Linked DNA regions of Callithrix jacchus: all the other regions are linked to region 1. Evidence: chromatin contacts called from public Hi-C data. All regions are on one chromosome and are shown on one strand. The core of a region is the stretch at or near the end of the contact, and the rest is flanking DNA. Distances in the headings are between cores, read along the strand shown. Region 1 holds the start of HJV (hemojuvelin BMP co-receptor). Region 2 holds the start of ANKRD35 (ankyrin repeat domain 35). Region 3 holds the start of NUDT17 (nudix hydrolase 17).

What was found. A called contact is a pair of places that touch in the nucleus more often than the background predicts.
Region 2: a contact with region 1 is called in a Hi-C map of skeletal muscle, with 7 times the contacts expected there. The contact joins the promoter of ANKRD35 here to the promoter of HJV in region 1. A contact is called at or near these places in 2 of 3 Hi-C or Micro-C datasets (both in skeletal muscle).
Region 3: a contact with region 1 is called in a Hi-C map of skeletal muscle, with 5 times the contacts expected there. The contact joins the promoter of NUDT17 here to the promoter of HJV in region 1. A contact is called at or near these places in 2 of 3 Hi-C or Micro-C datasets (both in skeletal muscle).

The regions. Positions count from the first base shown.
Region 1 is chr18:8,458,158-8,462,073 of calJac240_pri, forward strand. HJV (hemojuvelin BMP co-receptor) reads right to left here and starts at 2,610. Exons shown (of 2, transcript XM_078355470.1): 1 at 2,449-2,610. All of the region lies in intron 1 of LOC103788947 (a long non-coding RNA gene), which reads left to right.
Region 2 is chr18:8,322,707-8,326,631 of calJac240_pri, forward strand. It overlaps ANKRD35 (ankyrin repeat domain 35), which reads right to left and starts at 2,413. Exons shown (of 15, transcript XM_078355461.1): 1 at 2,300-2,413; 2 at 2,040-2,196. It overlaps LOC128930108 (a long non-coding RNA gene), which reads left to right and starts at 3,444. Exons shown (of 3, transcript XR_008477740.2): 1 at 3,444-3,565.
Region 3 is chr18:8,277,602-8,281,333 of calJac240_pri, forward strand. It overlaps NUDT17 (nudix hydrolase 17), which reads left to right and starts at 1,861. Exons shown (of 7, transcript XM_035279460.3): 1 at 1,861-2,069; 2 at 2,237-2,420; 3 at 2,649-2,674; 4 at 2,814-2,906; 5 at 3,508-3,606. The coding sequence starts at 1,878. PIAS3 (protein inhibitor of activated STAT 3) reads right to left here. Exons shown (of 15, transcript XM_078355440.1): 15 at 1-1,648. LOC144580182 (a long non-coding RNA gene) reads left to right here and starts at 1,212. Exons shown (of 2, transcript XR_013529303.1): 1 at 1,212-1,319; 2 at 1,555-1,731.

The DNA of each region.
Region 1 (3,916 bases), core at 1,360-3,859:
GGAAGTGGTGCCCCTCGAAGAATCTCAGGAGGTGGATCAGAAGGGAGATTGAGTGCCTGACCTTCCGGATGGCGGTGGCGTTGGCCCCCAGCGCCACGGGGGAGCTGGTGGCTTGGACAAAGAGGAAGTCGTTATCCAGTAGAGGCCAAGCTCCTTGGACACGGCATGTGTGAAAGTGGTGGTGGAAGCTGCGCACATGGGGGTCCCCGAAGGAAGCACAATGCAGGAACCCCGGGGGACGGCCATGCAGCCGGGAAAACCGGCCTTCGTAGTCACAGGGGTCCGGGGCAGGGAGGCCGGAGCCGGCGCCTGGAAGGGCGGGGCCCCGGGGCGGGGGAGGGGCTGTAGGGCCCTGGCGCGAGCAGTTGTGCTGGATCATCAGGTCTTCGATGCCGTGGACCGCCGAGTGGAAGGCGAGGTCCCCGCGGCAGGTGCGGGCGGTGCGCCGCGTGCAGAGCGCGTAGGAGCGGAGGGCTCGACAGAGGCCGCCAGAGGCCGCCCCTCCACCCCGGCCTCCTCCTCCTCCTCCTGATGCACCCCCACCTCTAAGGCTCAGAGTGGACGATACATACTCAGCATTGCAGCGGAGGATCTTGCATTGAGAGTGAGCTAAAGACAGAAGGGAGAGGATTGTGAGACCGTCCTCAGACCTCTGCTCTATCATAACTCTTCCAAATCTCATCAGGGAATTCCAGCCTTCCTAAAACCCAACTAAGGGCCTTCCCCAGCCCCCAAACCCCAAATCCCTAGTTCTCTCGGCTGTCTTACTAAAAATGTGTAGGAATAAAAGGGAATCTCTTCTGCCTGTCGACCAAGGGCTTCCCCAGTGCCCTTCCCCAAACTGAATGGGACATAAAATATACCTATTTGAGAGCAGGGTGAGTGATCGGACTCTCAGCGCCCGCGTCTCCTCACTCACTCATGCTCACATGCCCACCCCTACATAGCAGCCTACCCTCTAGATTTCCCCAAACCCTTCCCTGGCCCTTCCTTACCGTGTCCACAGAGGAGCAGCAGGAGAGTGAGAGTGCTTAGAGCTGGGGGACTGCCATGTGGGGACCCGGCACTAGGGGACTGGCCTGGCTCCCCCATAACTATCCAGCCAGGTTCCCCGGGCGCCCGGTTCTTCCCAGCTGATGACCCTCCTACCTAGTGAATTTTGACCGGAAGTCCTGTAAGTGACTGAAAAAAGAAATTTGGCTGGACATGGAGAGAGAGAAGAGTTGAAGATTGGTCAGGACAATGTGAGGTGAATCTGGGGAGATAAAGAAAGGATGAGCAGACTGGAATTTGGGAGATTGGGGCTCCTCACACTGTAAGTGTGGCAGCTAAGCCTCTTTGCCCTGTTCCTGTGGCCACTTTTAGGGCCCTTGTGCAACAGCCTCAGGCGGGGGTGGAGGGAAGGTTGGGTGAACTCAGGGGGGCAGAGTCCACTGTGTTGCTCCATCCTGAGATACCAAACAGCAGCTATGTCAAAGACGGAGGAATCATGGGGATAGATAGGACGCCAGTAATCCCAGTGGGTACGCTAATCGAATCAGGACCTGAAAATACTTCAGAAATATACTTCTTATTTGTCCTTCTCCGTTAGGAGGAGATGCCTTCCAGGAGCCATACATTTCTTTTTCTTCTTTGTGTCAGAAGGACACAAGAAGGAGTGAGGGTGGCATACCCATTCCCTCCAGAATGTCAATATTCAAATGAAAAGGAACCAATCTCTTTCATCAGCTCTAGAGCACAGGAATTTTAATCCCCCCCTCATGGAATAATGGGATGCAAAGCAAACATGCAAATTAATATTTGTTTTTTCTAAGTCAACCGTTCTTGTATTTTCCCAAATTTCACTGAAGAACCTCTCTATTAATCTCTCCTTTTCAACTTCTGAAGTTCTGGGTCTTTTCATGAGAACAGGGGTTAGGGAGGAGCTAAATCCCTCCTGCCTAACTCCCCCGTCCTGTGCATTAGGATATGATTCAGGGGAGAGTCCTGCAAGAGGGAGAATAGAATGGAGGGACTAGAGTGTGGGGAGAAATCATTTACAAGGAGCAGCCCCCACCCTTGGAATCTCAATGCAAAGGGCATTGCTAAGTGGGGACAGGATAGAAGTGTGTCAGTGACTCATCATCCGAGGTCATTCTTGGCCCTGGTAAGAAAACTACAGGATCGAGGGTGTGGGGAACTCCTAAAACTTCATCAGAAGTCTTCAGGTAATAAGCAAAAGAGAGGGCTAAGACTGCCGGAGGAGAGACAGAGAATTACACTTCAAATGGCTAGAGGCCAGAGGCCAGAAAGAAATGAGACAGAAGGAGAAATGGTGATTGGGCACCTTGGTAGGAAGAGATCCCAGCATTTGGACAGGAGACATCCGAGTAGGTGTTTGTAATTTTATAACAGTCTAACTTCACTATAAAAGCTTATTAAAGGAATTGCAATTTCATTTTGACTTACTGTTTCTAGAGGTCAAACATTACTCTGCTATCCAGTTCTCCAGCCGTGATTGCCTACTCTGTGGGTCAGCTCCAGCCAGGGGATCCTCTGTCTCTTTCTCCATGTCTCCCCCAGGTCCCCCAGGCCGGCTGCTGTCTCACTGAGGTCAGGGAGCCAGAGAAGGTTTGGTGTTGGGGGAAGGGGGACTATATGGCTGGCCAGAGTGCTGGACAGCTGAGCAGGGTGGGAGGTGGCTACTGAGTTGCCGGTTTTAAAAATAGCTAAGTCCAAAATTCCAGGAACGTCGGTGGGGGTAGGGTGTGGGAGCGGGGAGGGTAGGAGAATTAGAAGGAATATGGAGTATTGGGTGCCAAGCTGGGGAGGGAAGAGAAAAATATGACAGACAAGTTGGATATCTGGTTCCAGCTTGTGTGACTCTAGTCACTGCCTACTCCAGGCCGCCCTCCAGCATTCTCAATAATGATGAGCTCCTGGCCTTTAAAAATTACAGTGGGCAAATGGATACCTTTCATTTACCATCTTCATCCCTGATATGATGAATATTACATTTAGTTTCTACAGATAGTATCTAGGAGGTAGCTGACTTTAAATAAGATCCATAGCAGAGGTAGTTCACAGCCTCTCCCCTTTCTTTGCAGAGTATTTCAGGAGGACAAAAAGAACCAGCTGTCCAGAGAAGAAATCGGAGCTGTGAGTTGCTTAGGATGAGGGCTTGTTCAGTCTATCTAGCTCAGATCGTTGCAGCTGTCTATCCTCCTACCTACTCCATTTTCATTACTTCCGTTTGTACAGCAATTCCTCTTCCCTCTCCCTCATCAATACACACAGAAATAAAAGCTCCTGAGTTGCTAGGAGAGAAGGCTAACAAAGGCAAAGAGGTGAAGAAAAAATGGAAAGAGAATTTTTAGAAGGGGAGAAAGAGTTGGAGAAACAGAAAAAGATTCAAAAAGATTTTCTTTCTGTTTCCCTCCCTCCCTCCTTCTATCCCTCCCTTCCTCCCTTCCTTCTTTCCTTCCTTCCTCTCTTTCTATGGTGTCTGTCTGTCTCACTATGTTGACCAGCCTGGTCTTGAACTCCTGGCCTCAATCAATCCTTCCGTCTTGGCCTCCCAGAGTGATGGGATTACACGTGTAAACCACCATGCCTAGTCTCTGAAACATACTTTTGTGGAATAACATAATCTTGTGACTTTAAAATACTGCAAAATCCCAACACTTTGGGAGGCTGAGGCAGGAGAGTCGCTTGAGCCCAAGAGTTTGAGGCTGCAGTGAGCTATGGTAGCACCACTGCATTCCAGCCTGGGCAACAGAGTGAGGCCTCCTGCCTTAAAAAAAAAATAAGCAAAAAAAAAAAAAAAAGATATTGCAACCAAGGGATTTGGCCATGTCATGTTTTTGCAGCCATAGGCATATCTGAGATCATCAATCTTTTAGTACTTGCCAAATGGAATGTAAAAAGGACCAATTCC
Region 2 (3,925 bases), core at 1,163-3,662, 140 kb before region 1:
TAGCCACCCAAGGAAGTGGAGGAATTTAGCGTGAGAAATGGGGGGAAGTTTCGTGGGGAACCAGTTTGCAGCTGAAATTGGCATATTTGCAAGTTTTCTATGACCCCAGTCTCTCTGAAGAAACAGTTTTCTTTCCAGCTAGATAATTCTAGGCCTGGCGTGGTGGCTCATGCCTGTAATCCAAGCACTTTGGAGGCCAAGGTGGGCGGATCACCTGAGGTTGGGAGTTCAAGACCAGCCTGACCAACACGGTGAAACCCCATCTTTATTAAAAAAAAAAAAAAGATAATTCTAAACCCATCCAACTTCCCGTAATCCCATTATAGTAAAGATCTTGTTATCCTAAGAGTTTAGAATGGGTGGTTATTCTTTATGTTCAAATCTCTATGCAGCCGGAGTCAAGGAGGACAGAAGGGTGGTTCCAAATTCTAAGAGCCAGCCCATGGCTCACTCCAGCACCTCGGACAGGAGGTACTGCCCAAGGATTGGAGGATCAGAAAGAATGAAATAGTTTCCCCATTCCTAAGGAGCAGGCAGACTCCACAAATCTATAAGGGAAGGGCAACACTGAATCCTTTCAGTACCTAAGGGAGAGTCCATATGAATTTCTAAGAAATCATTATGAGTTAAGACTGAGTCTGGGCAGCCTCAGTTTCAGGTGCATGTAATAGTAAATAGCTTTTGACTGGTTGATCAATGTGTAGAAACTAAGTGGAGATGCAAATGTCAGTGGGACAAGGACAGGTCTCAACAGAGTTCCTCCTCTTGCCTCATAGCTTGCTTCCAGAATTCTGTGACCTGCCCATGCAGAATGAGCTAATTGAACATTTCTCATATTTGCTTATAAACGATACTACTAAGTCGAGTTAGCAAAGCAATATTGCTACAAGTAGCTGGCTCGTTTGCTTCTAAATTAGCCATAACCCCAACCTCGACAGAAAATTCCATTTTCAGGTAAGGGGGTGCTCTATGTAAGAGATCTTTAGAGAAGAGGAAGCAATACCTTCCCTAAGCCACCACCTTCTATCTCTCTCTCTCTCTCTTTTTTTTTTTTTAAAAGAGATGGGGTTTCTGCATGTTGGCCAGGCTGTTCTCGAACTCCTGACCTCAGGTGATCCGCCCACCTCGGCCTCCCAAAGTGCTGGGATTATAAGCGTGAGCCACCGCTCCCAGCCTCTATAATCTTTGTGTGTGTGTGTGTGTGTGTGTGTGTGTGTTTTTCCTGTGAGAATAGAGTGACTTCTGCTGGGAACACTCAGAGTCTGCTCTATCCTCTTCTCTCATCATCACTTTCCCCCAACTCAACCAAAGGAAATGGAGAGTATAATCCCTAAACAACTGGGCGAGGGTTCAAGAAATGAATAATCCGGGGAAAGGCAGGCATTAGGGTCTTGACTGGCCCAAGAACCAGTCTGATGATCAGACACTGTAGTGAACTGGCTGGGGTGGATTCTGCAGCCAACTCACCCAGTCCCTTGGGGAGCAGCCAGGCAACTGTGCATCCTCTGGCAGTGCCTGTGAGGCTGGTCAGACTGCAATATTAACTCACAACAAGCAGGCAGGAGGAAGTCCAGGCAAAGAGAGGAAAAGTGGGATTAGCGACCACCGGGCAGAGTAGGGCAGAGGTTGAAGGGGAGAACAGAAGGTTGCTGTTGTGGGAGCATCAACTGGAAAAAGGTTTGGAGTGCTGTGTGAGGAACAGTAGTGCTCGTGAAAGATGGCAGTGAATGTGGCATGGGGCGGGCGGGAGAAAATGACAGAGGAGATTGTGAAAAAGGGTTAGCAGAAGGCACAGGGCTGGGAATGATTGTTGAACTAATAGGAAACTGTAAGGACAGAACTATGTGGGAGGGCAAGATTGTGGGGACAGGGTAGGGCTGAAAAATGGGGCTCTCGGGCATGAGCTGGTGGTGTCGAATGGGGCCTGTCTGGGGCCAGGCAGGGGCCAGGGAAGTTGTTTGGGGGTGGTTTGGTATTGGGAGACAGAGCAGAAGTAGGGGCAGGGCCATGGGAAGGGGAAAGGGCTGCAGAAAACGTACCAGAAACTGGGAGTGTAGATGCTAGGAGGACAAAGGGGCCGGGGAAAGGACCCTGGGGAGGGCAGAGGTGAAGAAGGCGAGTCAGAAGCTGCAGGACAGGGTCTTGAGGAAGGCAAAGCTGGCGGGCTTCCTTGTGAGAGCAGAAGAGCTAGAAATCCTGATAAAAAGAAAGGCGATGATGCATTGAGATGGAACTCAGCACTTCTGTCACCCCGGAGCTCGGACCCCAGCTCCGTCCTCCCACACATTTTGGCACCTACCGCCACCTGTGAGCTGGAGCAGGAGAAGATACGCTTCATGGCCGGGGTCGGGGCCACGGGGGACGCGGACGCGCGGACAGCCAGGGCACAGGTCCCGAACCCACAGAGTTTGCTGCAGCTATGCAAGAGACAGCTGTCAAAAAGCGGAGCGGGCCCCGCCCCAAGATCCGCCTCAAAACCCGCCCGCTCAATCAGAGGCGAGAACTCGAGAGCGGGGCTCAAGTCCGCCCCTGTCTCCGCCCTACCCCGCCCCTGCAGAGGCAAAAAGCCCGCAGTCTCAGGCTGCGACAGGGGCTTGGCCTCAAACCTCGTCCTCCAAATCTGAACCCGCCCTGGGATCCGACCTGCTCAGTCCGCAAAGGAGCGGGATGGGCTCCGGCTGAGATTCTCACAGGCCCGGCCCCGCCCACCCGCGGTTCCAGGCGGGGCCTCCGCTCCAAGCCCCGCCCTTCCCCGCTCACCCGCGGTTCCAGGAGGGGCCTCCACCCAAAGCCCCGCCCAGCCCCGCCCCTCGGAGCTCTGCCGCTGGAGGTGGGCGTGTCCCGGCCTCTACCGTGGGCTTCGGTGTCACGGACAGTCGCACTCGCTTTTAGTCACTGGCGAAGTTTCCTCTGCCCGCCCGCCAACTCCCACCGCCCGCCCCGCCTCTATTCCCCGGCCAGAAACCCAAGCACAAAAGAGTATTTGAAGAGAGCAGCTCGGAAACGGGAGATTGCAGTGCCAGGCCGAGAACTGAGCAGGGGTAACGCACCGCCCACGGTATAACCTGGGGGACAAAACCTAAGGAAAGAGGATCAGGCTCAATTTTCTTTTTTCTTTCTTTTTTTCTGAGACAGAGTCTCACTCTGTCGCTCTGTCGGCCAGGCTGGAGTGCGTGGCGCTATCACAGCTCACATAACCTCCAACTCGTGGGCTCAAAGGATCCTCTCATCCCAGCCTCCCGAGTAGCTGGGACTACAGGCATGCGCCACCACGCCTGGCTAATTTTTTTTTTTAAGAGCTGGAGTCTCGCTATGTGCCCAGTCTGATCCTGAACTCCAGACCTCGAGGGATTCTCTTCACCTTAGCCTCCGAAGCGCTGAGATTATAGGCATGAGGCATCACTGTCCCTGACCTAGGCTAATTTTTTTTTTTTTTTTTTATAGATGGAGTCTCTCTCTGCTGCCAGGCTGGAGTGCAGTGGCGCGATCTCAGCTCACTGCAACCTCTGCCTCCCGGGTTCAAGAGATTCTGCTGCCTCAGCCTCCCGAGTAGCTGGGACTACAGGTGCGCACCACCACACCCAGCTAATTTTTTGTGTTGTATCTTTAGTAGAGACGAGGTTTCACCATACTGGCCCGGATGGTCTCGATCTCTTGACTTCGTGATCCACCCGCCTCCGCCTCCCAAAGTGCTGGGATTACAGCACTTCTGAATTCGAAAAGAGCGGAGAGCAAAGAGGAGAGCATTTTTAATTTTAAACCACCCCTGCCGCCTCCGTATAGAAACAAAAAATAACCAAACGAAAAACTGTCTTCACTGTTTCCACTGCCCTTGAACTTCAGGCTCTTGATAATTCTTGAAGTCGCAGCCAACCGGTTTTCCTGTCTCTCTTTTCTCCTCTCTCTGCTGGAGAGAGCCCACTAA
Region 3 (3,732 bases), core at 611-3,110, 180 kb before region 1:
GTCTCTAAGATATATGTAATTAAAAATAGGCCAGGTGTAGTGGCTCACGCCTGTACTCGCAACACTTTGGGAGGCCAAGGTGGGTGGATCACAAGGTCAGGAGTTCAAGACAAGCCTGACAAACATGGTGAAACCCCGTCTCTACTAAAAATACAAAAATTAGCTGGGCGTGGTGGTGCTCGCCTATAGTCCCAGCTACTTGGGAGGCTGAGGCAGGAGAATTGCTTGAACCCAGGAGTCAGAAGTTGCAGTGAGCCGAGATCATGCCACTGCACTCCAATCTGGGCAACAGAGCAAGACTTTATCTGAAAAATAAAAATAAAACTTTAGGCCAGGCGTGGTGGCTCAAGCCTGTAATCCCAACACTTTAGGAGGCCAAGGCAGGAGGATTACCTGAGTGAGGTCAGGAATTCAAGACCAGTCTGGCCAACATGACGAAAGCCCATCTCTACTAAAAATACAAAAAGTTAGCCAGGCATGATGGTTGGCACCTGTAATCCCAGCTACTTGGGAGGCTTAAGCGGGAAAATTGCTTGAACCTGGAAGGCAGAGGTTGCAGTGAGCTAAGATCACGCCACTGTACTCCAGCCTGGGCAACGAGCGAAATTCAGTCTCAAAAATAAATAAAACAAAAAAATTGAATGTCCGTAGCATAAAGATTTAAGGTGATATCTGAATTATCCTGGTTTGATTATAGGAATGTATCAAATTCTCACATGTACATCTGTTATGTATTAATTTAAAAATACCATTTTTTTTTAATTAGGACTTTCCAGGGAAATGAGGAAAGAATCCCAGAGCAGTCTGTTTCTTGGGGAAACTACATACAGGGCATTAGAAAGTAGGTCATGGATGGGTCTGTCAGAATTGAGGCTAGAGATAGGAAGGGACAAGGAACTGGTGGGTTCTGGCCACACTGTGCTAAACAGTTTGTCCTAAAAGCAGTGGGAAGCAATATAATCAGTTCAGTGTTTTAGAAACATGACTGTGGTCAGGTGCGGTGGTTCATGCCTGGAATCCTAGTACTTTGGGAGGACAAAGTGGGTGGATCACCTGAGGTCAGAAATTCGAGACCAGCCTGGCCAACATGGCAAAACCCTGCCTCTACTAAAAACACAAAAAAATTAGCCGGGCCTGGTGGTGCACGCCTGTAATCTCAGCTACCTGGAAGTCTAAAGCACAAGAATCGCTTCAACCCGGAGGTGAACGTTGCAGTGAGCCGGGATCACGCCCATGCACTCCAGCCTGGATGACAGAGCGAGACTTTACCTCAAAACGAGACAAAATATCACTCTGGCAGCACTGCAGAGAATGAACTGGTAGGGGGAGGACTATTTGGAGACTTGCAACAATATTTCAGGCAAAATATGAGGAAGGCTTAAGCCAGGGCAATGAATGAAGGCTGGAGAGAACATAGGTTTGAGGGAGTTGGAGGAGATAACGTGCGCACTTGGTTGCCATTTGAGTGAAATGAAAGGAGAGGTGGCATCAAGAATGTTATTTGGCGTGTTTCTCTTGGAGATAATTCATTCGAGGTGATGCCTGCTGTAACAGGTGTGCATAGTGCTGCGGAGGGTGCTTACAGTTCAGCTGAGGGCTGGTGGAAGTAACGACAGTCCCGAAGTCATTCGGTCTGGGGGTCATTGTCCTGAACAGAAGATAGGAAGGAAACAGCTGAGCATTTAGAGGTACTCTGTGGTTTAACATTATACCCATGGGTCATCCCCAAAAGTTGTGCCTGTATTTCCTGGGGACTCTATTTCCCGGGGACTTTCGGAAACCCCGCTTCCTTCCGACTCCGCGAAACGCTCGGAGGGGAAGCGTCGCTGGGCCACCAGAGGGCGCCAGGCGGGCCGCCGCGACCCCGGAGTCGCGTTATGGCCGCGGCGCGGGTGCATTTGCTCCTGTCCGGGCGTCCGGAGTCGGCGAGCTTCGCACGGAGTGTGTGTGGCCTCCTGGGAGCCAGGCCAGGGCTCGGGCCGTGGCCCATTCACTGCAGCTTGAAGCGAGGACGGCTCGTCCTCTCGAGCAGGCCCTTCCCGGGCGCCTCCGCTAGGCTTCCGCTCCAGGTCGGCAGAAGGGGGGGGCTCAGGAGGGGGCATGAAGGGCCGAGAATGGGGACTGAAATCGGGTGGGACACCCCCAATGCGTGGTGTAGCCCCCTTTTTGAAAGTCACGCACGCCCACTCCCAACCCCACTTCTGAAGCCTTAACCCAGCTGGTTTCCTTCCACCAGCGACCCCCTTTCTGCCCTTTTGCGGTCCTGGACCAGCAGCTCAGGGACCCTGGGGCCAAGCTGCCCACGGATCGAGGTGTAGACCTGGGTGTGGCCGTCATTCTGCAATCCAGTGACCAGACTGTCTTGCTGACCAGAAGGGCACGCACCCTCAGCGTTTCCCCCAACCTCTGGGTACCCCCCGGTGAGTATTCTGAGGCCAAGGCCCCACGTACAAGAAAGAAACTTGCCCTTTTTCCCCACAATGCTTTACCCAGCCTCAAGGATGAAGTGGGCCCCAAAATGTGGCATGTTCATAGTCACAGTGACTGCAACTCCATCTGCGTCCACTGGAGGGGAGAGGAGTGTAAGCAGTGGGGTCCCTGGTCAAGACCGCCACCATTTTTACCTATTGGTCTCACTGTTGTTGCAGGTGGGCAGGTGGAACCTGAGGAAGAGGTAACCAGCCAGCTGATCCGACCTGAGCCAAAAGACCAATGCCTGGGACCACCTTGGGTGTGGGCTGAGCGAGGGGCAAGCAAAAGGACCCGGAAGAGTCAGGCACTAACCACTCTGATGTGTTCTCTCTGACTCCCAGCTGCTGGATGGAGGCCTTCGAGAACTTTGGGAGGAGAGTGGACTACATCTGCCCCAGGGCCAGTTCTCTTGGGTCCCTTTGGGGTTATGGGAGGTGAGACAAGGAGCTGGGAGAAGCCCCTTCATAGTTAACCAAGAGACCCCAACAGCTACCCACCAAAGTCCATTGATCAGCCTCTACCTGCCTTGGCTACAAAGGAAACAATGGCACATAAGTGGGTTGGAGTCCCCAAATGCATAACCATCAACCGTGTCCCTGCTGTGTCATCTGTACCATCCATGCCTTCAGCTTTTAGCCATCATTTTGTTTCACCCTAAAGCTGTATTAGCAAAGTCTCAAAACGTGACAGACAGTGCTGGGCATGGTGGCTCACACCTGTAGTCCCAGCACTTTGGGAGACCTAGTTGGGCAGATCACCTGAGGTCAGAAGTTCGAGACCAGTCTGGCCAACATGTCAAAACCCCATCTCTACTAAAAATACAAAAATTAGCCAGGCATGATGGTGCATGCCTGTAATCCAAGCTACTTGGGAGGCTGAGGCTGAAGAATAGCTTGAACCCAGGAGGTGGAGGTTGCAGTGAGCTGAGATTGCGCCATTGCACTCCAGCCTGGGCAACAAGAGCGAAACTCCATCTCAAAAAAAAAAAAAAAAAAGTGACAGAAAGTTCTCACTTTTGCTGTTTTCTTTTCCTAGTCTGCCTACCCTCCTAGGCTGAGCTGGGGTTTACCCAAATACCATCACATTGTTCTGTATCTACTCGTGATCTCCCAGGAGTCAGAGCAGCAGCTGCAGGTAGGGCTGGCAATGAGGGAAGGAAACAGGGCTCAGAGGAGCCCAAGCAACCTGGTTCTGACAGTGATTGGCAGCTGGGCGGGCGGTGGTCAGAGATAATGAAGTACCTTTCCCCTTGCCCCTGCC